7 separate regions of the Mus musculus genome follow, and all the other regions are linked to region 7. Evidence: chromatin contacts called from public Hi-C and promoter capture Hi-C data. All regions are on one chromosome and are shown on one strand. The core of a region is the stretch at or near the end of the contact, and the rest is flanking DNA. Distances in the headings are between cores, read along the strand shown. Region 1 holds the start of Opa3 (optic atrophy 3). Region 2 has its middle 10 kb from the start of Fosb. Region 3 holds the start of Ppp1r13l (protein phosphatase 1, regulatory subunit 13 like). Region 4 overlaps Gm38499 (predicted gene, 38499). Region 5 holds the start of Ppp1r37 (protein phosphatase 1, regulatory subunit 37). Region 6 holds the start of Bloc1s3 (biogenesis of lysosomal organelles complex-1, subunit 3). Region 7 holds the start of Calm3 (calmodulin 3).

The links. Promoter capture Hi-C pulls out the DNA fragments that hold promoters and counts their contacts. Hi-C and Micro-C count contacts between places; a contact is called where the count stands out from the background.
Region 1: a contact with region 7 is called in a promoter capture Hi-C map of embryonic stem cells, with 5 times the contacts expected there. The contact joins the promoter of Opa3 here to the promoter of Calm3 in region 7. A contact is called at or near these places in 2 of 39 promoter capture datasets (embryonic stem cells and erythroid cells) and 1 of 115 datasets of contacts at active chromatin or transcription factors (astrocytes).
Region 2: a Hi-C map of B cells shows a contact between it and region 7, with 6 read pairs. The contact joins the enhancer-like site here to the promoter of Calm3 in region 7. A contact is called at or near these places in 4 of 39 promoter capture datasets (cranial neural crest, hippocampal neurons, liver and 1 more), 1 of 484 Hi-C or Micro-C datasets (B cells) and 3 of 115 datasets of contacts at active chromatin or transcription factors (embryonic forebrain, embryonic stem cells and large pre-B cells).
Region 3: a promoter capture Hi-C map of pre-B cells shows a contact between it and region 7, with 2.3 times the contacts expected there. The contact joins the promoter of Ppp1r13l here to the promoter of Calm3 in region 7. A contact is called at or near these places in 4 of 39 promoter capture datasets (cranial neural crest, hippocampal neurons, pre-B cells and 1 more), 5 of 115 datasets of contacts at active chromatin or transcription factors (embryonic forebrain, embryonic hindbrain, forebrain and 2 more) and 1 of 9 other capture datasets (adipose tissue).
Region 4: a promoter capture Hi-C map of 3T3-L1-derived adipocytes shows a contact between it and region 7, with 4 times the contacts expected there. The contact joins the enhancer-like site here to the promoter of Calm3 in region 7. A contact is called at or near these places in 5 of 39 promoter capture datasets (3T3-L1-derived adipocytes, cranial neural crest, embryonic stem cells and 1 more) and 1 of 115 datasets of contacts at active chromatin or transcription factors (large pre-B cells).
Region 5: a contact with region 7 is called in a promoter capture Hi-C map of hippocampal neurons, with 3 times the contacts expected there. The contact joins the promoter of Ppp1r37 here to the promoter of Calm3 in region 7. A contact is called at or near these places in 3 of 39 promoter capture datasets (cranial neural crest, embryonic stem cells and hippocampal neurons) and 3 of 115 datasets of contacts at active chromatin or transcription factors (astrocytes, embryonic hindbrain and embryonic stem cells).
Region 6: a promoter capture Hi-C map of cranial neural crest shows a contact between it and region 7. The contact joins the promoter of Bloc1s3 here to the promoter of Calm3 in region 7. A contact is called at or near these places in 1 of 39 promoter capture datasets (cranial neural crest) and 1 of 115 datasets of contacts at active chromatin or transcription factors (astrocytes).

The regions. Positions count from the first base shown.
Region 1 is chr7:19,226,895-19,229,754 of GRCm38.p6, forward strand. It overlaps Opa3 (optic atrophy 3), which reads left to right and starts at 1,495. Exons shown (of 2, transcript NM_207525.3): 1 at 1,495-1,690. The coding sequence starts at 1,549.
Region 2 is chr7:19,318,800-19,321,499 of GRCm38.p6, forward strand. No RefSeq gene overlaps it. Among named protein-coding and RNA genes, the nearest start is that of Fosb, 10 kb to the left of the region's middle. RefSeq lists an enhancer at 608-1,467. Within about 2 kb of position 1,307, at least 330 of the 459 cell types and tissues checked have an H3K27ac peak or open chromatin away from gene starts, as enhancers often do. A contact at or near this core is called in B cells and hippocampal neurons, where this site is marked.
Region 3 is chr7:19,359,912-19,362,673 of GRCm38.p6, forward strand. It overlaps Ppp1r13l (protein phosphatase 1, regulatory subunit 13 like), which reads left to right and starts at 1,305. Exons shown (of 13, transcript NM_001010836.3): 1 at 1,305-1,405.
Region 4 is chr7:19,252,331-19,255,030 of GRCm38.p6, forward strand. The region is part of intron 1 of Gm38499 (predicted gene, 38499); the gene reads left to right. Among named protein-coding and RNA genes, the nearest start is that of Gm38499, 4.2 kb to the left of the region's middle. Within about 2 kb of position 1,256, at least 20 of the 459 cell types and tissues checked have an H3K27ac peak or open chromatin away from gene starts, as enhancers often do. A contact at or near this core is called in 3T3-L1-derived adipocytes, where this site is marked.
Region 5 is chr7:19,560,957-19,563,656 of GRCm38.p6, forward strand. Ppp1r37 (protein phosphatase 1, regulatory subunit 37) reads right to left here and starts at 1,442. Exons shown (of 13, transcript NM_199149.3): 1 at 855-1,442. The coding sequence starts at 1,074.
Region 6 is chr7:19,506,932-19,509,631 of GRCm38.p6, forward strand. Bloc1s3 (biogenesis of lysosomal organelles complex-1, subunit 3) reads right to left here and starts at 1,439. Exons shown (of 2, transcript NM_177692.4): 1 at 1,374-1,439; 2 at 1-679. The coding sequence starts at 670. The coding sequence ends at 83. It overlaps Trappc6a (trafficking protein particle complex 6A), which reads left to right and starts at 1,739. Exons shown (of 6, transcript NM_025960.4): 1 at 1,739-1,901. The coding sequence starts at 1,818.
Region 7 is chr7:16,922,775-16,925,520 of GRCm38.p6, forward strand. Calm3 (calmodulin 3) reads right to left here and starts at 1,258. Exons shown (of 6, transcript NM_007590.3): 1 at 1,067-1,258. The coding sequence starts at 1,069. Gm45972 (predicted gene, 45972) reads left to right here. Exons shown (of 3, transcript NR_165470.1): 3 at 666-1,744.

The DNA.
Region 1 (2,860 bases), core at 245-2,744, 2.3 Mb after region 7:
ATTCCATCCTCCTGCTTCAGCTTCCTGAGTGCTTCCATGACAGCTGTGTGACACCAGGCCCAGCTGCCACCAATATAAATGAAGCACGGGTCCCCTGATGCGAGGACTTGACCAAAGGCACTGATGGGAAAGTCCGGGGTCCCTTGGCTATGTGTCACCAGTTTTTTCTCTTGATAGCCACGACCCCTCTGCTCCTTTGCCTTCCGGTCCCTTCCCGTCCCCAACTACCCATCCTCACGCCACCATCCAGGAATTTCTCTCAACTAAGTCTTGACTTTGTTTATATGATTTTGCTCCCTGCTGGGTAAGGGAGGACAGTCTGGGACATGTCCTTAAAGTTCCTTCCTGAGCCAGCTCCCTGGGGACCCTTACCCTCCAAAGGAGGAAGTCAGGCTGCTTGAGAACCAGTGATATTAGGCAATGTGGTGGCTGAGAAGCCCCGTGTCACCCCGTTCTTATGGGACCCTCAGTCTTTCACTCGGTTACTTGGGAAAAGGATGGATTAGCTGTAGTGCACATTTGGGCTTTGCGGGACATGCTCTACATGTAGTTACTTCCTGTGTTTTACATTCAGGATTCACACACAAAGCTGACTAGTAGAGCCACTCAGTGAGCATGGCGCAGCGATAGAGTCACCGCCTAACCCCCTCCCCCCTGGGAGGAGCTGGAGTCTTTTGCTCAGTGGTGGAGCCCCCCTCCTAAGATGGGAAATGCCTTGGGGTTCAGAGACACAAGCCTCACAACACAGAAAACACAAGACAGGTACTGTTATGTGTGACATTTTGCTCACGGGGATGCTGACATCAATGCTGGGCCGTGTAGCGCAGGGCTGTGATCCCAGCACCGCACTGCGGCACAGACACAGGAGGATCAGGAGTTCCAAGGACAGCGTAGGCTACACATTGAGTTCGGAGCCAGGCTGGGTTACACGAGACCGGCTTTTAAAAACAATTAGGGGAAAAAAAACAACAACAAAAAAAGAACGAACCGATTTCCTGAAGGGTTGAGTCACTCCTCCAACTTCAGAGAGTGAGTAAAGCGGCAGGTCTGTATGACTACGCGCTGACTCGCTCCCCTCCCCGGCGAGGGCACTAACCGCCGGGAAGGCGCACCCCGACTCTTTAGACTTAATTGGGACTCACCAGGCGCCTCCTATGGGCAGGGAAATCGACTCAGTACGTGACATCACGCAAGACGCGGTGACGTCAGTACGTCGGGACTAGGGCTCCGGCCACGCTCCCACGAGCGGCCGTTTAACGGCACCGCCCTCTGACGCTTCACTTCCGCCGCACATTTGCATACCCAACGTACGGACGTCGAGGCGTCGACGCGGCGACGTCACGAGCGCCCGCCCCCCCCCCAGCAGACAAACACCCTCCCCACCACCTCCGCCGCGAGCGTGCAAACGCACGCTCCTACGTAGGCACGTAGGCAAGTCCTTCCTTACGCAAGCACGCACGGCCCACGGGCGGGTGGGGGAGGAACGGCGAGGTCGGCGGCGCCCCGCCCAGTCAGCAAGGTTGCGCGTGCCCCAGGGCGGCCGCCGAGATGGTGGTGGGCGCGTTCCCCATGGCGAAGCTGTTCTACTTGGGCATCCGGCAGGTTAGCAAGCCGCTGGCCAACCGTATCAAGGATGCTGCCCGCCGCAGCGAGTTCTTCAAGACCTACATCTGCCTACCGCCAGCCCAGCGTGAGTCTCACCCCAAGGCCTCTAGCCCTTCCATTCCCGATCTTTCTAGTTCAGGGGAACGGCGTCTGTGCTTGACCAATCCCGGCGCGAACCGGCAAAACGCTATAGCCAATGAGGATGGCTTCTGCTAGAGGGGCGTGTCACTGACCCAATAGGGAAGAAGGGAGAGCAGTCAGGGGCGTCACCGCGCGAGTTTGGAATGCAAGCCAATAGAGAAGAGGGCTTCTGGCGGTTGACGTCTACACCAGCCAATAGGATGAGGTGTGAGAAACACCAGGGTGGAGCTTATTGTCAGAAGTTAGGGGCGGGACCGAGAAGAAGTCCCCTTAGCGATCCGCTTCGGAGCCATCCTTAAGAGAGACACTTGACTACAGAAACCCCAGTTTGTCCCTCAGTTTCCCTTCGGCCCTGTGGGTGATTTGCGTATCACCCTGGGTTTAGAGCACAGAGCTTGTGCGTTAGTTTTACACTGAGTTAGGGTCGTGATAGTGTTGGAATCTTGCGACCTGGCAAAAGGATGAACCCAGAATGGGCGTCCTTCCGTTTATTTATGAGTTTCCTCACACCGATCCTTTTCGTTCGGTAGCCGCACCGTGCAGGCTTCTTAGCCCGACACTGGGAAAGATACGGTCCTAATATGTCCGCATTATGTCAGGAACTGTAGGCAGACTCGAGTTTAGAGCAGCCGGGTGAGCCAAGGGAGTCTCCTGAGCAAAGACCTCACTTGCTTCGCAAACGCACCAGATGTGTGCTCCTAGAAAAGACTGATCTCTGTAAAGCAGAGACGAGGGGGAAGTCTTTGTAATTTACCGAGAACTACCGTTCATGTTTGTCCAACGCCCCATGTAGCTTATAAATGATATGATGAGTGTTTGTTTTGAGCTGACCCTGCTTATAAAACAACAGGGTCTATCTACGCCAGTACCAGTCTGTCGAACCAAGACTCATACAGTGACAATCTAGATGGGATGGCAGAGCCCACTAGGTACCTGACCTGACATAGAGTACAAAGAGCACTTCCGGGTAGAGGGAATATTCCAACTGAGACTGAAGGGTGAGGAGAATCTCACCAGACCACTGAGGGACATTGTTGGCTCCAAGGGTGGAACATAGGCACTAAGGGGACCCTTGACTTTTCTCCTCCACATGTGTGTTTAATAAGATTCTTGG
Region 2 (2,700 bases), core at 57-2,556, 2.4 Mb after region 7:
AAAAAAAGAAACAAGAAACAAATGAGGAAGTCGAGTTCAGTGCGCAGAGAGAGTTCTGGGATTGTAGTTCTGGGGTGTTTGCACCCACGGCCTTGTGCACACTAAGTAAGCTGCTCTATCAGCTGCAGCCCCAGAGCATCTTTGAGTGGATTGTCTGAGCACACATAGTTAATATACAGGAGGCAGAATGCCTCTGCCAGAGGTGAAGCCACCCACAGGCACTTTCACATTCACAAGCTTCCCAGATCACCTGGGAGGCCCTCACACAACTCTCTCTCTCTCTCTCTGTCTCTCTCTGTCTCTCTCTGTCTGTCTCTCTGTCTGTCTCTCTCTCTGTCTCTCCCTCTCTGTCTCTCTGTCTCTCTGTCTCTCTCTCACACACACAGATACACTCACAAACACAAACCAAATACAACAACACACACACTCACAAACATTCACACAACACACACACATGCACAGTGGTCCTCACACAACTCTCTCTGTCTCTGTCTCTGTCTCTGTCTCTGTCTGTCTGTCTGTCTCTCTCTCTCTCTCTCTCACACACACACACACACAGACATACTCACAAACACAAACCAAATACAACAACACACACACATGCACAGTGGTCCTCTGGAACCTGCTGTCTATCGCACAACTGGGCACTGTCCCCAGAACTCACTCCACTCATGCGGTCACACCATGCTTCTCTCTGTCTGCTCAGAGATTCGGCCCAGCCCTGGTCACATGAAGCAGCAGCATGGGGGGCCTTGGGAGGAGGGGTGCTGGGGCCAGTGGGTAGACCCTCCCAGTTCGCGGACTGTTTCACAGACAGAGCCCGGATGCTTCAGACTGGCGGAGTGAGACAGGTAGGCAAACCTACAGGGGAGAGAGGGAACGGAGGGCAGGCAAGGGCTGTGGCTCTAGGTCTGTGCGTGTGCACAGGTCATACACTGCTCAACCATCTCCAATGGTGGTGGGAATCCCCCTGACCTAGCACTACACCCAGAAACTTAGGATCTGAGGTCACAGTGACACGCTTGAGAAGGGCCACCTCTCCTCTTTTTGTGCTCCTGTTTTTGAGTGCTATGGTTTGAGGGGAAGGAGACAGTCAGCGAGCGGGAGGCTCCGGACGGACAGGCACTCCGGGGAGGAGGGGGCGCAAACAGAAAGCAGACAGTGGTAATTTGGGGATACGGGTGTCCCCTCGCTGCCATCTCCGGGTCGAGCCGTCTGTCTGCCCTGGCCGGTCTTGGCTGCTGTGCGCGGTCGCGCCGCTTGGCCAGGGACAAACAACCTTCCCGTCGCTAGGTAACGGCGTGCCACAGGCTGCCGCGTCACTGCGTCAGCGCGGGCGGCCGGGGGGGAGGGCGCACGGAGTCGCAACGGCGCTGTGGTTTGTTGACGTTGCTAGGCAACCGCCGCGGCGCTGCCCAGGCAACGCGAATCGACTGTTCTCCGTCTTAAAGTAGCAGGAGCCCTTCCTGGTTCCCGGGAGGAGACCCTGGAGCTGTAAGAAGAAGAAGAAGAAAAAAAAAACAGTTCCTTTCTGACTACCGGGACAGTCAGTGGATTTGGAGGCTGGGTTAAGTTTACCCCGTTCTCAAAGCGGAGACAGAATACCAGGTTGCAGCTGGCAGCTGTAGATAGATATCTTTATTTCTTTTTTCCTTCTTTTCCTTTTTTTCCCCCCTCGGTGTCAAAACAGGTCTCTGTAGCCCTGGTTGTCTGGAATTCACTCTGCAGACCAGGCTGGCTTCGAACTCACAAGAGATCCATCTGCCTCTGCCTCTCAAGTGCTGGGATTAAAGGCGTGCACCATCATCGCCTGGCTTAGATATTTCAACTCAAGTACTTGAAATGTTGGTGTTTGTTGGTTGTACTTTTGGTCAGGTTGGCTTGCAGCAGGTGCGTCGGGTACGTGGTAGTGAGAAAAAAAAAAAAAAACTGGATTCTGGTCCCTGCTCTGTAACTTTGACCTGTGAGCCCTTTCTTTACTGAGGTGGCATCGTCACATTGCTCACCATAAGAAGTGTGAAATCGCTAAATTCTGTAAAGCGGGTAGTGGGCAGAAGCACTTGCCACCAAGCCTGAGAAAATGACTTGAGTTCCTAGGACCCACATGATAGAAGAGTTTTCCTCTGACTTCTACATTTGCATGCTGGCACCTGTCCTCCTACCCTACATAATAAGTAAATAAATGACAATAAGAAACTGACCTGGTTCTGTACCTCACTGATTTTAAGATAAACGAGCAAGGGAGATGGTTCAGTGGGCAGAGGCGCTTGGTGTTAACCTGAGTTCGATCCCTGGGACTTAAATACAGGTGAAAAGAGAGAATTGACTTCTGTAGGTTGTTTTCTGACCTCTACACACAGGACATAGCACTTAATTCACCCCACACGGAACAGGTTAATAAAAATGTAAAATAAGTGGCGAACAGGAATGAACATATTTCATGCACTGTGGCGTACTAAATAGGCAGCTCTGTTGTATACTAGTGATTTTTTAAATACATTTTTTGATTTATTTATGTACATGAACGTGCACCACCTGAGTGTCTGGGGGTTACAGATGGTTGAAATGTGGGTGTTGGGTGGGAATCGAACCCAGGACCTCTGCAAGAGCAACTGTTCATAACCACTGAACCATCTCTCCAGCCACTATTAGTGATGTTTTTATTATGTCCCACCAACTGGCAGGTGGTGCTGCAACCCT
Region 3 (2,762 bases), core at 55-2,554, 2.4 Mb after region 7:
GTGTACGAACGGAGCATTTTAATAGCAATCAGAGGCGGAGCTTCTGAAGTCTAGGGGAAGCGGGAAACTGAGGGGGAGGAGTCTGCAGAGTCATGGGAGGAGCCTCGGACCCCAGAGCCCCAGAGCCTGGCTTGAAACGGGGTGAGGGTTAGTGTCAGGGAAGACTTGTAGATGTCCTCGTGGACTTAGTGTCCGGAATGGGAAGTATTCCTCACGGTTCCGAGGCAGGTAGAGGTGCAGCTGGTCGGTCCCTGTCTGCTCCGCGGCCCAAGTAAACAGCGGCGCGTGCACGTGGGATTTGGGGGACGTGCCCACGCCCCCTCCCAGCAGGACTGCAGCGCATGGGGTGGCGGGTGGAGCCGCGGGACGGTGGCGAGACAGGGAGACTCGACTGCATTCCTGGCCGGTGTGTCAGCGTCGCTGCCCGCCCCTTCTGCGGAGATTTTGGAGACTCCTCCAGCATTGGGATGCTCCCCCCTTCTTCTGAGGCTTTTGAGAACAGAGGTCACCAAGGCTACGAAGGAGTGTTCCCTCCGCCAGGAATCTCCAGACTATGTGTCCACCCTCGCGCGTGGGCGAGAAACTCTGGGGCTCGCCCTTTGTGGGCTTCAAAACTCCAATTCCCAGATAACTCGAAGGTGGCTGGCGATGGACGTCGGTCAGGAGTCTGCTGGGGATTGTAGTTCAGCTTGTTGCTAGGCACGCCAGTAAATCGCCAATGCTGTGATGTTTTGTTTTGTTTTTTTGAGACAGGGTCTCTTTATGTAGTCCAGGCTGGCTCGGAATTCGCTGTGTAGATCAGGATGGCCTTGAACTTTCAGAGGTGCGCCTGTCTCTGCTTCTTAAGTACTAGGATTAGAGGCCCCTTATTTTTATTTTTTGTTTTATTTAGACAGATAACCCGGGGCTTGGAGTCCTGATTAAGGTGGGTCCTTTTCTCGCCATAGTATTGGTCGTGTGAATTTCTCCGCGCCTCCCATCTCCTCCTTAAGTGTCCAAATCTTCACTCAGGCAAGGGGACACTGAGCCTGGAGGAGTGGGAAAGGGCTCAGGGGTTCTTCCCTTGTACCCATAGTGAGGTGAGGGTCTAAATTCTTGTGCATTTCGCCGTCCAGGACGTCCATGATCTTCTGGACCTAGCTCTGGCTGACTGTCAAATGGATCGCGTCTGACTCCAAATGGAAGTGTCCCTGGCGGCGCCTCGCCCATTCGGGACTACAAATCCCAAGGTGCTCCAGGCAACCGCAGTTCCCCCTCCTCCGAGGGACACGCCTCCCTCCAGTCAGAGTCACGTCGTCTAACCTGTTCCCAGGCGACTGCCCCGCCCCGTCCTCCGCTCCCCGCCGCTGGAGCCGGAGCCGGAGCCCGAGGAAAAGCCCCCCGGTGCCAGGATCTGCCCCGACGCGTGAGTTCCACCCCCACCCAGGGTCCAGCCACCCCAGAACCGGATACCGCGTTCCTGGGAAGACTTATTGGAAACTCGGACCTTAAGTCCAGGGGAATAGTGTGGGGAGCTCACGCCTGGATCCCTGGAAAGAAGGAACTGGGGTGCCGACTTTACTGGGCAGATGGATAGGGGGTTTGGACATCTGCTCTTAGTGGTGCTCGGAGCCCTTGGTCCTGGGGAGTTATTGGAGCTGGAATTTTTTGAATACTTTAATTGGGGACCCTTGGAAGTGTCTTAGGGTGCTGTTGAGGTCCCGGGTCTCTGTATTTGGGGCAGATGTGGGAGATCAGGACGTTCTAGAATGGTCCGGCGCCCGGTCACCCTCCAGCTGCCTTCAGCACCGAACCACTAGGTGTTTGAGTAAAATTAGTGGCACTGGACTAGTGGATCCTGGTCTTCGAAAAGAGTGGGACAAGCACGAGGGGCGTGGGTTTCTCAGGAGGCTGTGTGCGCTACACCCCACCTTCTGGTTTTGGGATGGGGGCAGGGAGTGAGAAGCCGGGGCAGCTCTCCAACCTCTTCTGTGCCGCTGAGCGAACCCCAACATGTCATTAGCTGGGGCGTCAGACCTGCCTAACCAGAGGAGTCACATTCGCCCAGGAGCGCCCCCTAGCGGAAGCGGGAGTCAGACCTCTTATTGCCCCCACGGGATGGGAAATAGGTGGTGTTTGGTAAAGTCATTCTAGAGCCCAGGGCAGAATAACAGGACTGCAGGGCTGGATCTGGTAGGCTTCTGTGGCCGTGTACTGCTGCGTTATGCGTTACAGAGAATGGAAGTGGTAAACAGGCTGGCGGGCCATACAGGCAGTTGAATTGGACGTCTCCTTCGCTCTTGTGACAGCTGTCTGTGTGTGGAAGGAATTCCTTCACTGCCACCAGCTTTTCTAATTAACCTTCTTCCTCCTGGGGTGGGGCTCCTTGTGACCCAGAGGTGAGGCATGTTGCCTCCACTTCCATCTGTCTGACCTGAGGTATTATGGGAGATAAGGGAGGGAGGGAGGCTAATTCTGGAGGTGTCTGTCTGTCCTTGAGCCAGGGAGAGGGCAGGGGCAGGCACGCACCTCCCACTGTCTCTCCACCTCTGAGCCCTTATGTAGGGGGATTACGAAGCTGGTGGGGGAGAAGGGTCTGAAGAGGGAGGGTGTTTGCGAATGCCTGGGCTGGAGTGACAGCCTGAAATGAAGCTAAGGAACAATAGCCACAGCTGCCAGCACAGGCTGTGTGTGTCCTGCCAGGCTCAGGTCAGGATGGGTCTCTCTGTCCACACAGGCATTTGGCAATCACCCAAAGGTAGAAACAGCGAGTTCCACCTTCA
Region 4 (2,700 bases), core at 6-2,505, 2.3 Mb after region 7:
AGGCACTAAGACAGAGTTTCAGTGGCCAGCACGGGGAGGTCAGCTAAAATCAGGAACTATGATTAAAAACTATAGCTGGCAGGTATAGAGCACTGACTGCACTCCAGAGGTCCTGCGTTCAATTCCCAGCAACCCCATGGTGGCTCACAGCCATCTGTAGTGGGATCCGATGCCCTCTTTTGGTGTGTCTGAAGACAGCTGCAGTGTACTCATAATAAATAAATCAATCTTAAAAAAAACAAAATCAAATGAGGGGAGCCATATAACTTCAAGGGTACAATGCCTGTCGCCAAGCCTGCAGACCTGAGTTCAGTCCCTGGATGCAGAGGGTTAAAGAAGAGAACAGACTCCCTGCAAGTTGCCCTCTGACCTCTCTACATGGACACACACACATAAAATATCAAAGACAAATATAAGCTTCAGTGAGTGAGGCTGGCTGAACTGATGGTTCAGCAGGTAGAAGAGAGCTGACGCCCAAAAGTTGTCCTCTGACTTCTACATTCTCCAACTGGAACATTGGACACACACATACTAATCATAAATACATTGTAAAGATAAATAAAAGAAGCCGGGCGTGGTGGCACACGCCTTTAATCCCAGCACTCCGGAGGCAGAGGCAGGTGTAATTCTGAGTTCGAGGCCAGCCTGGTCTACATAGTGAGCTCCAGGACAGCCAGGGCTATACAGAGAAACCCTGTCTCGAAAACCAAAAAAAAAAAAAAAAAAAAAAAAACCCAAAGCCTTGACAACCCAAGAAAGGATTCAAAACATTTTACCAAACACCCTTTTTGAGAAAAGTACTTAGGGATATAGTCCAGCAAATCTAGATTCAAACTGCCTGAATATAGAACATGAGGTCAGACATTCCAGACTCCTCAAGCTTGTCTCCAGGGATCTCAGAGCAAAAGGCAGGCCTCCAGATGGGTACATGCATCTTCTCACAAAAGCGATATTCCCAGGTCCTAAGGGAGAAACAAATAGAAGATAGAATCCAGCCAGGGGCGGAGAACACCTTTAATCACAGCACTTGGGAGGAAGAAGCAGGAGGATCTCTGAGTTCCAGGCCAACCTGGTTTATACAGTAAGCCCTTAGCTCAAAAGGAAAAATAATAAAGAGTTGAGGAAAGAGGTGAGGTGGTGGGAAGACATCATGGGAACACAGGCCTGAGCCTCAGGGACAGCCAGTGTGTCCATGACCTACTGAGAAACAGCCGTTGAGGAAAAACACAAGCTTCCAAGTCAGATGAGGGCCCCAGGGAACAACTGCAGTGGACAGCAAGCTCTTCCGGTATTCACCCAGCCCTGAATGGGTTTGGCCCTCAGTCCTCCAGCATTTGGCAGGCAGAGACAGTTGGGCGTTTGTTAGTTCCAGGCCAGGGGTTCGAGGTAAGACCTTGTCTCAGCACACACTCCAAAGAACTGAAAATACGGCTCAAGTGGGTTTGTAAATGACAACAGAGCAGAGTGCTGGTGCAGCTTAGGGAGGCCCACTGTGAAGACCCACAGCCACTGAGGAGGGAGCACACTTACAGGACTCAGTTCCTTTTCAGAGCTTCCTTTTATAGGGTTCAAGAGAAATTTAGTTGCTGAGTGGTTGACAGAGAGCAGTTCTCTTATTTTGGTTGATGGGTTACATATTCATTTTTTTCTACTACGCATATCCCATCCCATAAGGTATGATTAAAATTTTTGATTTGTGTTTATGCGCATGTGTCCGTGTGTGCCATGTGTGTTCTAGTGTCATGGAGGACAGAGGAGGGCATCAGATCCCATGGAGCTGGACTGCAGGCAGTAGTGAGACATGAGATCTGGGAACTGGACTCAGGTCCCTAGCAAAAGCAGTATGTGCTCTTAACATCTGAGCCATCTCTCCAGCCCCAGAATGTCTGGTTTTAACCATGCACACCCAGTTATACACCGATAGACTAAGATAGTAAACAGAGGACTATCTCTAAAATTTACTTGAGGACACAGTTTTGTAATTTTTTTCAAAGATTAATATATGCCAGGCAGTGTCGGTACACATTTTTAATCCCAGCACTCGGGGGGTAGAGGCAGGTGAGTTCAAGTTCTGTGAGTTCAAGGTCAGCCTGGTCTACAGACTGAGTTCTAGGTCAGCCAGGGCTACACAGAAAAACCCTGTCTCGACACCCTCCTCAAAAGATTTGTTTTTATTTTATGTGCATGAGTGCTTGGGGTTTTATACTCTGTGGCCACCTTGTGACCCTAACCCTGCCCCACCTTCCAACCAGGGCAGCCTTTTCACTCATGCCCACTTTCCAGGATCTTCTGGACACTGGTTTTTGTTTTGTTGTTGTTGTTATTATTATTAGTGTGTGTCAGTCATTTATTATTATTATTTTATTATTATTATTATTGTTATTATTATTATGTGTGTGTGTGTCAGTCAAGCTTGGGGCAACTCTAGAGTGGGCTTCTTCCAGTTCTGAGGATGGAACTTCGGTAAGCAGGCTTCCATGGCAGACACCCTTACCAACTACCAAACCGTTGCTGACTCTGGACATTATTTAATTCGTTTGTTTTATTTTGAGATCAGGGTCCATTGCTAGCCTAGAATGACCTTTTGTTTCACTCTCCGGTACTGAAATCATGGCTGCCACAATCACCATGACCTGCCCACAGGAGGGCCCTCGTTCTGTCCAGGCCAATTTTCAAAAGACCACCTGGAACTTGTTCCTG
Region 5 (2,700 bases), core at 192-2,691, 2.6 Mb after region 7:
TGTCTGTTCCTGGACAAGCAGGTTAGCTTCCATAGAACACGGCCAGTGGGTGACCTCACTTCACAGGCTCCACCCAAGCAAAACACAATTCAGCTCAGAAATGGGATTAGCCTGTGTCCATCTCCCCAGCAACCTTTTCCCTTTCAAAGCCATCAAAGCCAATGCACTCCTCCAAGTGCCCGTCCAGTTCCACCTCCCCACCAACAGGCCTAGATCTTAGATCTTCCCATCTCCCAACATGTAAGTCACCTTCTGTTGAGTAGGGAATACTGCCGAGTCCTTCCCCAGGTAAACCCTGGTAAAAGCGGGCTCCGCGTTCTGCTGCCGAACCTTACTGCGGAATTCCTCGCACACAGGCAAACTGGCCACCTCGTCCTCTGCTTTACTACCTGCTGCCTCTGACCCTCCTTTCCCAGTCGGAGGGTTTACAAACTTCTGTACAGTCTGGGTTTATTTCCGTCCTCGTTTCAGCCAAAAGAGCAATGGCCATAGCCGGCTACGCTTTGCCTCCTGGTTTACAGACCAGCTGCTTCGCTCTCACCATCCCGTGGACTCAGGCACTTACCTTTCCCCCAATACTATAACCAGGCTCTCTTCATCTATCCCTGAGTGTACCATGAACTCAAAGGCTGGCTGCCAGCCTCCCAAACTCCCAAACAAGGTTAGGCTTTGAAAACCCAGTCCTGTGGACCTTTCCAGCTCTCCCGCCAACCCCTCTCTGCCTCCAGCTCTAACCTAGGCACCGTTGAAATCACCAATAAGTACCATTTGCCGCGGGCCACCTCCGTGGGGGTCGGCCCTATGGCGGTCCCACCCGCCTCTAGGCTCTCCCCCGCAACCCTCGCCAAAGCTACCGTGTCTCCAGGGGTCTTTGGGCTCCACCGCTCCAGACACGATGTCCTCGTCAGATGGGAACGTGACACGCTTGGCAGCAGCCTTAAGGCGGCCATCGGCCGGGGGCGAGGTCCCGGTAGGAGACTCAGCTTCGGCGGAGGCCTCCTCGGTCTCGGCCTCCGCGTCCGCGTCGGCGTCCGCGCCCGGCCCGGGCGGAGCCTCCTGCGGCGGGATCTCCATCGCCGCCGCCTCCTCCTCCTCACGGGGGCCCCGGGGACATGCCCCGGGCCCCGGACTCGTCTCTCCGGGTCCTCCCGCCGTTCCGGGGCATGGGCTTCGCCGCTGCCTCAAGCGCCGCCTCCGTCCGCTCCGTTCGTCGTCGTCGTCGTCGTCGTCGTCGCAGTCGCCGGGAGCCCCAACGCGCCTCCGCCGAGCTCCGCGAGTACCTGCTCTTCCGCAGCCACACTTTCGCTACAAGCCGAAGGGCCCGCTGCGTACCGAGAAAAGCATAGCACCGACTCAAGCTTTTGCTCTGAAAAAAAACCGTGTCGAGGACGACAGGAAGACCGGAACAAAGAACAGTAAGCTCCGCGGAAAAAAGAAACGTGACCGGCGAATCTGCAGAGCCAAACTGCAGAACACAGAGGCGGGGCCTATGAACGCTGTCTCCCGGAGCGCCGCGCATGCGCGAGTTCTAGCCGCCCCCTCCCGCCCCCCACAAGCCAAGCTGTCAACAGTCAGGCTCCCGCACATTCGTCACAAGCCCAAGTAATTCGGGAAAGGATTCAATACAAATCCTATAACCGCGGCCTGCGAGAGGGCTGTCAGCGGCTAAAGCCGTCTGAGTTCGTAAAAATAGAAGAATCGCCTCCACAAAATTGTCCTCTGATTTCTACGCGTCTACAAGAAATGAGTAACTTAAAATATAAAATACGGATCAGATATTAATTAAAAAACCACTTGCTGGACATGGTAGTGACTCGCCTTGTGAACCGAGCCTTGGAGAGGCTGAAGGAGGAGGTTGCGAATTCGAGGCTAGGCTGGATTACAAAGGGAGCCTCAGACAAGCAGGTGCTACAGCAGGAGACCCTGGTGGGGCTAAGCCAAGTACTGGGAGCAGGATAAAGTGATGGAGGTGCTGAGAGCTGAGAGCCAAGCTGAATATCGGATGAGTACGTACAAGTGACAGAAGCGACAGAAGAGCACACTTTAGCACAATTTTCGTCAAAATTGTATCAAATGTAAATTACAATATTAGACGAGTCTGCTAGGTATTCATGAACCTGCTATAAAAACAAAACAAAACAAAAACTGGGAGCAGGAATTCCAAAGGCTCGGGATGAACCAGCTGACCAAACCTGAGCGAGCCTAAGCCACACCTCCAAGGGGTCGATTCCAAAGCTCAGGATTCATCTGGGCACTTTCGCTTTTCCTTCTCAGCTCATTAAAGCCCACTGGCACAGGGACTGAAACCACAGAACGGGATTTGAGGAGGGTCGAGCACAGCATTGCCAAGTAGAGAGCTAGGCTGGAACTGGAGGGAGGCTCCAGTGTGAACTGATAACTGAGACCACTGCTAAGGGTAGCTGCTTTCCTCTTCACAGTTGGGGGTTAGCACACTTTGGAGACTGAGAAGTACCAAAAGCCCCTATAATTAATGCAAACCTTCAGTTACATTCTGAACTCCAAAAGGCATTAAGTGGGCTTTGTTTGGGGGGGGAGGGTTGGGTTTTGTTTGGTTTTACTGGTTCTCATGTAATCCAGGCTGCCCGCTGACTTGCCATGTAGGAAAGACAGGCTTTATCTCTGGCTCCTCCTGCCTCTACACCCCCTTCCCCACACCAAATGCTGGGATTACAGACTTGG
Region 6 (2,700 bases), core at 189-2,688, 2.6 Mb after region 7:
AACAAAAACAGAGTCAGATGCCACAGGTGGTACGAATGTTCACCAAGAGGCAGAGTCAGGTGGGGGGACACAGAGTGACAGCCTAGGCTCTAGGTCCCGGGTCCTGCTCGGGCTCCATACCAGGGACCCCTCGTATGTCCGGCAGCAAGCGACAGCCAGCCACGATATCCAGGCGCTCGGCGAGCGCGCAGAGGTCCCCGCGCGCCAGGCGCACGCTGTGGGCGGCTGCCAGCCCGGTGGCCTGAGCAGCCGCCAGCCTCCCCGCCAGGGCGGCCACATCGCGACCCGCACGGCGGTACACGCCGCTCACCGCAGCCGCTACGTCGTGGTCCAGGCGCGTCTGGCTCTCAGCCAACCGGAGCTGCAGCAGCGAGCGCGCAGGCGCCATGGCAGGGGTCTCCTCCGTGCCCCAAGTCTCCGCCGGATCGCGCTGCACCACGAGCGGGGGCAGGTCGACCGGCACAACCGTGGGCTCGGGCTCAGGCTCCGAGTCGGTCTCCGCCGCCTCCCCGGCCACACGCAGCCCCGTGGGACGGCCGCGCGTAGGGCCCGAGGGACCCAGGTATAGTTCCTCCTCGGACGAGGATGCAGACAGCTCCGAGTCGGTCTCCGCAGCTTCCCCAGGTACCACTGTCCCCGGCCTTCTCCGCCGACCCTGGGATGACTCCATGGCACGGAGCTGGAGAAGAGGAATTGAGCGGACGTGAGGTCCCGAGTCCCAGCCCCTTCACCGCCATCCCCAGCGAGTCCTGACTTGGGCCTCAGTTTCCTCGTGTACACATGGGTTGGAATTGTGCACCTCTGTATCATTTGTGTGCACACCGGGGACATCAAGGACCGTCCAGGCAAAGCCTTAGAACTAGGTCACACGAGATGGCTCAGCTGGGAAAAGGCACTTGCAATCAAACCTGACGCCAAGAGTTCGAACCCAGGGACCCACATGGTGGAAGAAGCGAACTGAGGCCCGTACAGTTGTCCTCTGAGCTCTACACGCGTGCTAGAGACGCACGCGTATATATACATTAACTAATATAAAATAATAATAATGACTTTAATTCCCAGCACCGGAGGAGAGGCAGGAAGATCTCTGTGAGTTCGAGATCAGCCTGATCCTCAATAGTGCCAGGCCATCCAACATTACATACATAGTGAGAACTTGTCTCAAAATAATACTGACAATAATAAAGTAAGTTTTAAAAGCTTTGTAACCAAGAGTTCCCAGAGTCCCACCAGCACAGGCCACACCCTCCACTGTCCTCCTGGCCAGCGAGCACTTGGCCGCAATAGGCACCAGGGCAAACAGAAAGGACAGCCGCCCGAGGGGACCCTTAACAAGAGCCACCGACACCAGAGTCCCGGAAGGAAGGCCATACCGGGTCTCCGAGGCTCCGAGCCCAAGGGGTCCGCTGCCTGGCGGAAGTGAGCCGGTCTCTCGCAGCGTCACGTGAGCCGAGTTATGGCCAATAGGAAAGCGGTTAGACAAGTCGCTTCCGTAGTGTGGGTTTATTTATTTATTTGCTTATGTATTTAGGAAAATTCCGTTTGACGCGTAAATTTATTTTTTTTAATCTTGGACCCTCACAGGAATCAGAGACTCAGCCAATTGGATGTCCGAAGACTCGGGAGCAGGGAGGGAAGCGAAGAAAGGGCGGAAGATGTTAACAGCGCGGCCAAGGAAGGGGCTCGGTGGACCCGCCTCCTGGCTTTCAAGAAGCAGGCGGAGCTAAATAGGATCACCAATCAGATCGGGCCTACCTCCCGAGCTGACCAATGGGAGCCGGAAGCGTTGGCCAGGCGTGAGGGTCGCGAGGCGGCGTATGGCGGACGCGGTGCTATTCGAGTTTCTGCACACCGAGATGGTGGCGGAGCTGTGGGCCCCGGACCCGGACCCAGGCTCGGGGGTGAGCGGCACGCCGTGGCCTCGGGGTGGAGAAGTGGGGTGTGATCGAGCCTTATGGCAGGTCATTGCTGAGGCGGAGCGAGATGACTTGGGTCAAGGCGCTCAGTTCTAGGCCTCGTCCTGGGGCGCCGTTGATAATTAGGGTAATTGGCTGTTATTGGGCTCAGATGAGGGCTCGCCTCACCACCCACTTAGTATGCAACTCAACATCTTTAATCTTCCTATCCTTCCGTTTCCTCCTTAGAAAATGCACCCTCAACCATACCCGGTCTCATCTGTCCCCTCTGCCTGTGTGCTGGATAAAGTGCGTGCTGATCGCGCTACACCCCAGCACACAGTGAGTTTTTTAGTATGGATTTGCCCCTGTAATGAGTAAAGACCCCACCCGGTAATGTGGAAGGTGGCGCTGGGATCACTGAAATATTGTAATCAATAATAGTTACCACCACTTATGTGTTCCTTTGTGCCTTCCTGTGTGTCATACTCCCATCCACCTCCCATTGTCTTCCTTCTCATCCTAGGGAGGTCATGAAGAAGCTGCTTTGTGCAGAGGCACATGCTCTGGGAAGGAGGGAGCCTGCTTCCTCTCTGCTCTGTGTCACCTTGACTCTAATAAAGAGATTAAAATAGCTTTCTGTGAGCCTGCACAGATATGAGCTTGCCCAGGGCTCTCCTCGTAGCTCCTAACTGCTGCCACCGACTGTGTCCGTACTGGGGGCCCTACAGCTGAGGTAATAGAGTTAGTGGGAGTGTGGCCCGATCATCAGGTCTCAGGAGCCTCCCTGATTTTTTGGGAGGGT
Region 7 (2,746 bases), core at 8-2,507:
CACTGCCTCAGTGCCTTCAGCCTGGCCCAGCCCCATTCTTGCCAAGGCAAAGGGAGCACACAGCTACTCCTTCAGGTCCTCTGCTGCAGCCCATGACCAAGCCCGAGTCATCAGCCTTTGTGTCGGGACCTTTCCCCGGAGACACCCACCTCTAAACCTAGTCCTACCTCAGCCACCATTCATTGTCTCCTACACTTCTCTAGAAGGCTGTCCAACCTCACCCCCACCACCCAAACTCAAGTCCTTCCCTAGCCCTCACCTTGGAAACCCCGTTTTTTCTCTGACCCAAACAAAACACGCCTTACAAACCCCAACCTCTCTTTCTAGTGCAACAACCTAGACCTCAGAATCCTTCCTAGCTACCCCCAACCAAGTTCTCCACAAGGCTCCCTGGTTCCCCACACTACCCGTGATCACATCCCCACTCCTTTAAAAACATTTCTGCGACCCCCAACTCTCCTCAGTCCCCTTCTGGGTCCTCACAGGCTCCAAGAGCATCTTCTAGCCTCTGCTGCCACCCACCTCGGGCTCCTCCTTACCTCAGCCTGCACCTGACCCTTCTCCTCTTCCTCCTCCTCTTGGCAATGCTTGTCCTTGGAGACCCCTCCCCCACCGGGGTCTACAGTGCACAAGTGACCCAGGATCCCCATCTATCCTCTCTGCAGAACACTCCCTAGGAACCGACCGGTCCCCCTCTCCGCTACCCACAGCCACCCCTCTAGGAGCAGCCTCCTGCATTCCTCCAGGACCCAAAGCCTTCATCGCCGGCGTTTCCTATTTCCTCCTCCCGGGGACCGGGTAGATGTGATTCTAAAACCAATCGCCCGGAGAGGGATCCGAATGCTGCCTGGGAGGTGGCGGGGGTGGGGATGTCCTGGAGCTCCTCATTTGAAGCCTCAGACTGTCTGTTTGGGGGTCCTACCAATTCCATCTGCTGCTAAAACCGCTTCTAGAAGTCCCAAGGGCCGCATGGGAGGTCCCGAGGGGCCCGGCCTCTCCCTCCCAGGGTTCGCTCGCCATCTCCGGGATGGGGGGGTCTCCACCCGACTTCAGCCGCCTCACTCACCATGGCGAGGCACCGGTATCCGGAGCTCGGGGATCGAGGTTACTCTGGCGGCGGCAGCAGCTGCAGCAGCTCGAGCTCCGCCGCGCGTCCGCGCCTCCACACTCTTTGCCCGCAGCGCGCGCCACCGCCGCCGCCGCCCGCCCCAACGGTCCCTCAACGGCCGCCGCGCGCGCCCCGCCTCGCCCGGCCCCGCCCCAGACGGCTCGCGCGCTCCCGCTGCACTGCGGCTTCCTACGGATCCCTTCGCGTCAGGCTCGTGCGGCTCGCCCCTTCCACAGAGCCCAGCGAATCTGCTGCCGCACGGGCACGCGCACGCGCGTTCCCCACCGCGGGGACTACTTTCGCTCTCGGCGCTCTCGGCCCCTTGCATCCGCTCCGCTTTCCTCTCTGGCGGAAGGGCACCGGTTTACGGAGAGTGACACGTCTCTGTGTGAGCCACGCCGCTATTGGACCCGCCTCGTGGCGGAAATGAGAACGCAACTCCGATTGGTCCGGCCTTCCCTGCAATGCGTCAAACTGGGGCGAGCCACCGCGCGGTGTGCGGGGGGCAGCACGACCTGTGTGGCTCTGTGGAGCCGCGAGGAATAGAGGGGCTAAGACGGAAACAGGGTGGATGTTGGAGAAGCAAATACGTTGTCTCTATGGCTCGGAAATAAAAATGGGTTGGGGGAAGAAGCAGAAGGACTTTCTTCTCTCTCCCTTTGAGCAGATACAAGATGGTTTAATCCAAAATCGTGGGGTCTAGGAGCCTGGCCTGAACCGGCTCTTCACAGTGGTTGGCTCTTCAAGGTTCCGCTGGTCTCCTGAAGGTTCCACCCTCTACGCGTACAATTTGCTGGGATGGCTGAGTGGGTGAAGGCGCTTGCAGGCAAGCTAGAAACTGTGAGTTCGATCACCGGAACTCACGTGGTGGTTTGGAGAACAGACTTCCACAAAGAATTGTCCTCGGACTTCCACATGCGCGCTGTATAAATAAGTTCAAACAAACAAACAAACACAAATCTAAAACACGCACAAAAGCAACATGTGGGGATCTGGACTTGACTCTTGATCTCAGGATCTGTACCCAGAACAATCTCTGGATGCAGAATGTTTTCATTCATTCATTCATTCATTCACTCATTCAGCCAATTAAACATGAATTGGGCACTGCTGTCTGCACAGATCTGGTGCCGGGCTGTGCTGGTGACATCACACTTCTCAACCATTCTCTTGTCACCTAGACAGTGTGACTCACTTCTTATTCTAGGGATTCCAGGCACAGAAAGAAAAAGAACTGTTGCTAAGGGCACCTGAGACAACTGTATTGTATACCATAGTGTATATACTGTACATTACTGTACAGAGCCCTCGTATAGGATGGGAGTTGGCATTTTCTTCCTTCCTTTATTTATTTATTTATTTATTTATTTATTTATTTATTGAGACTGTGTAGCCCTGAGCCCTGGTTGGCCTTCAGAATCAAAGGCATGCATCGACACTCCAGGGCAAGAACTGACAGAGAAGGGGGGTGGGGGGAGAGAGAGAGAGAGAGAACTTCTAGGGTCAGAAAACTTTTTTTTTTTTTTTTTGGTGGGGAGGGAGAGACTGGGAGAATATAGTCTTTCTGTAAATGCCGCCTGTGGACATCTCTTAAATCTGCTCTCAGGAAAGAAAATGTGTCTAGTGCAGAAGGAAATA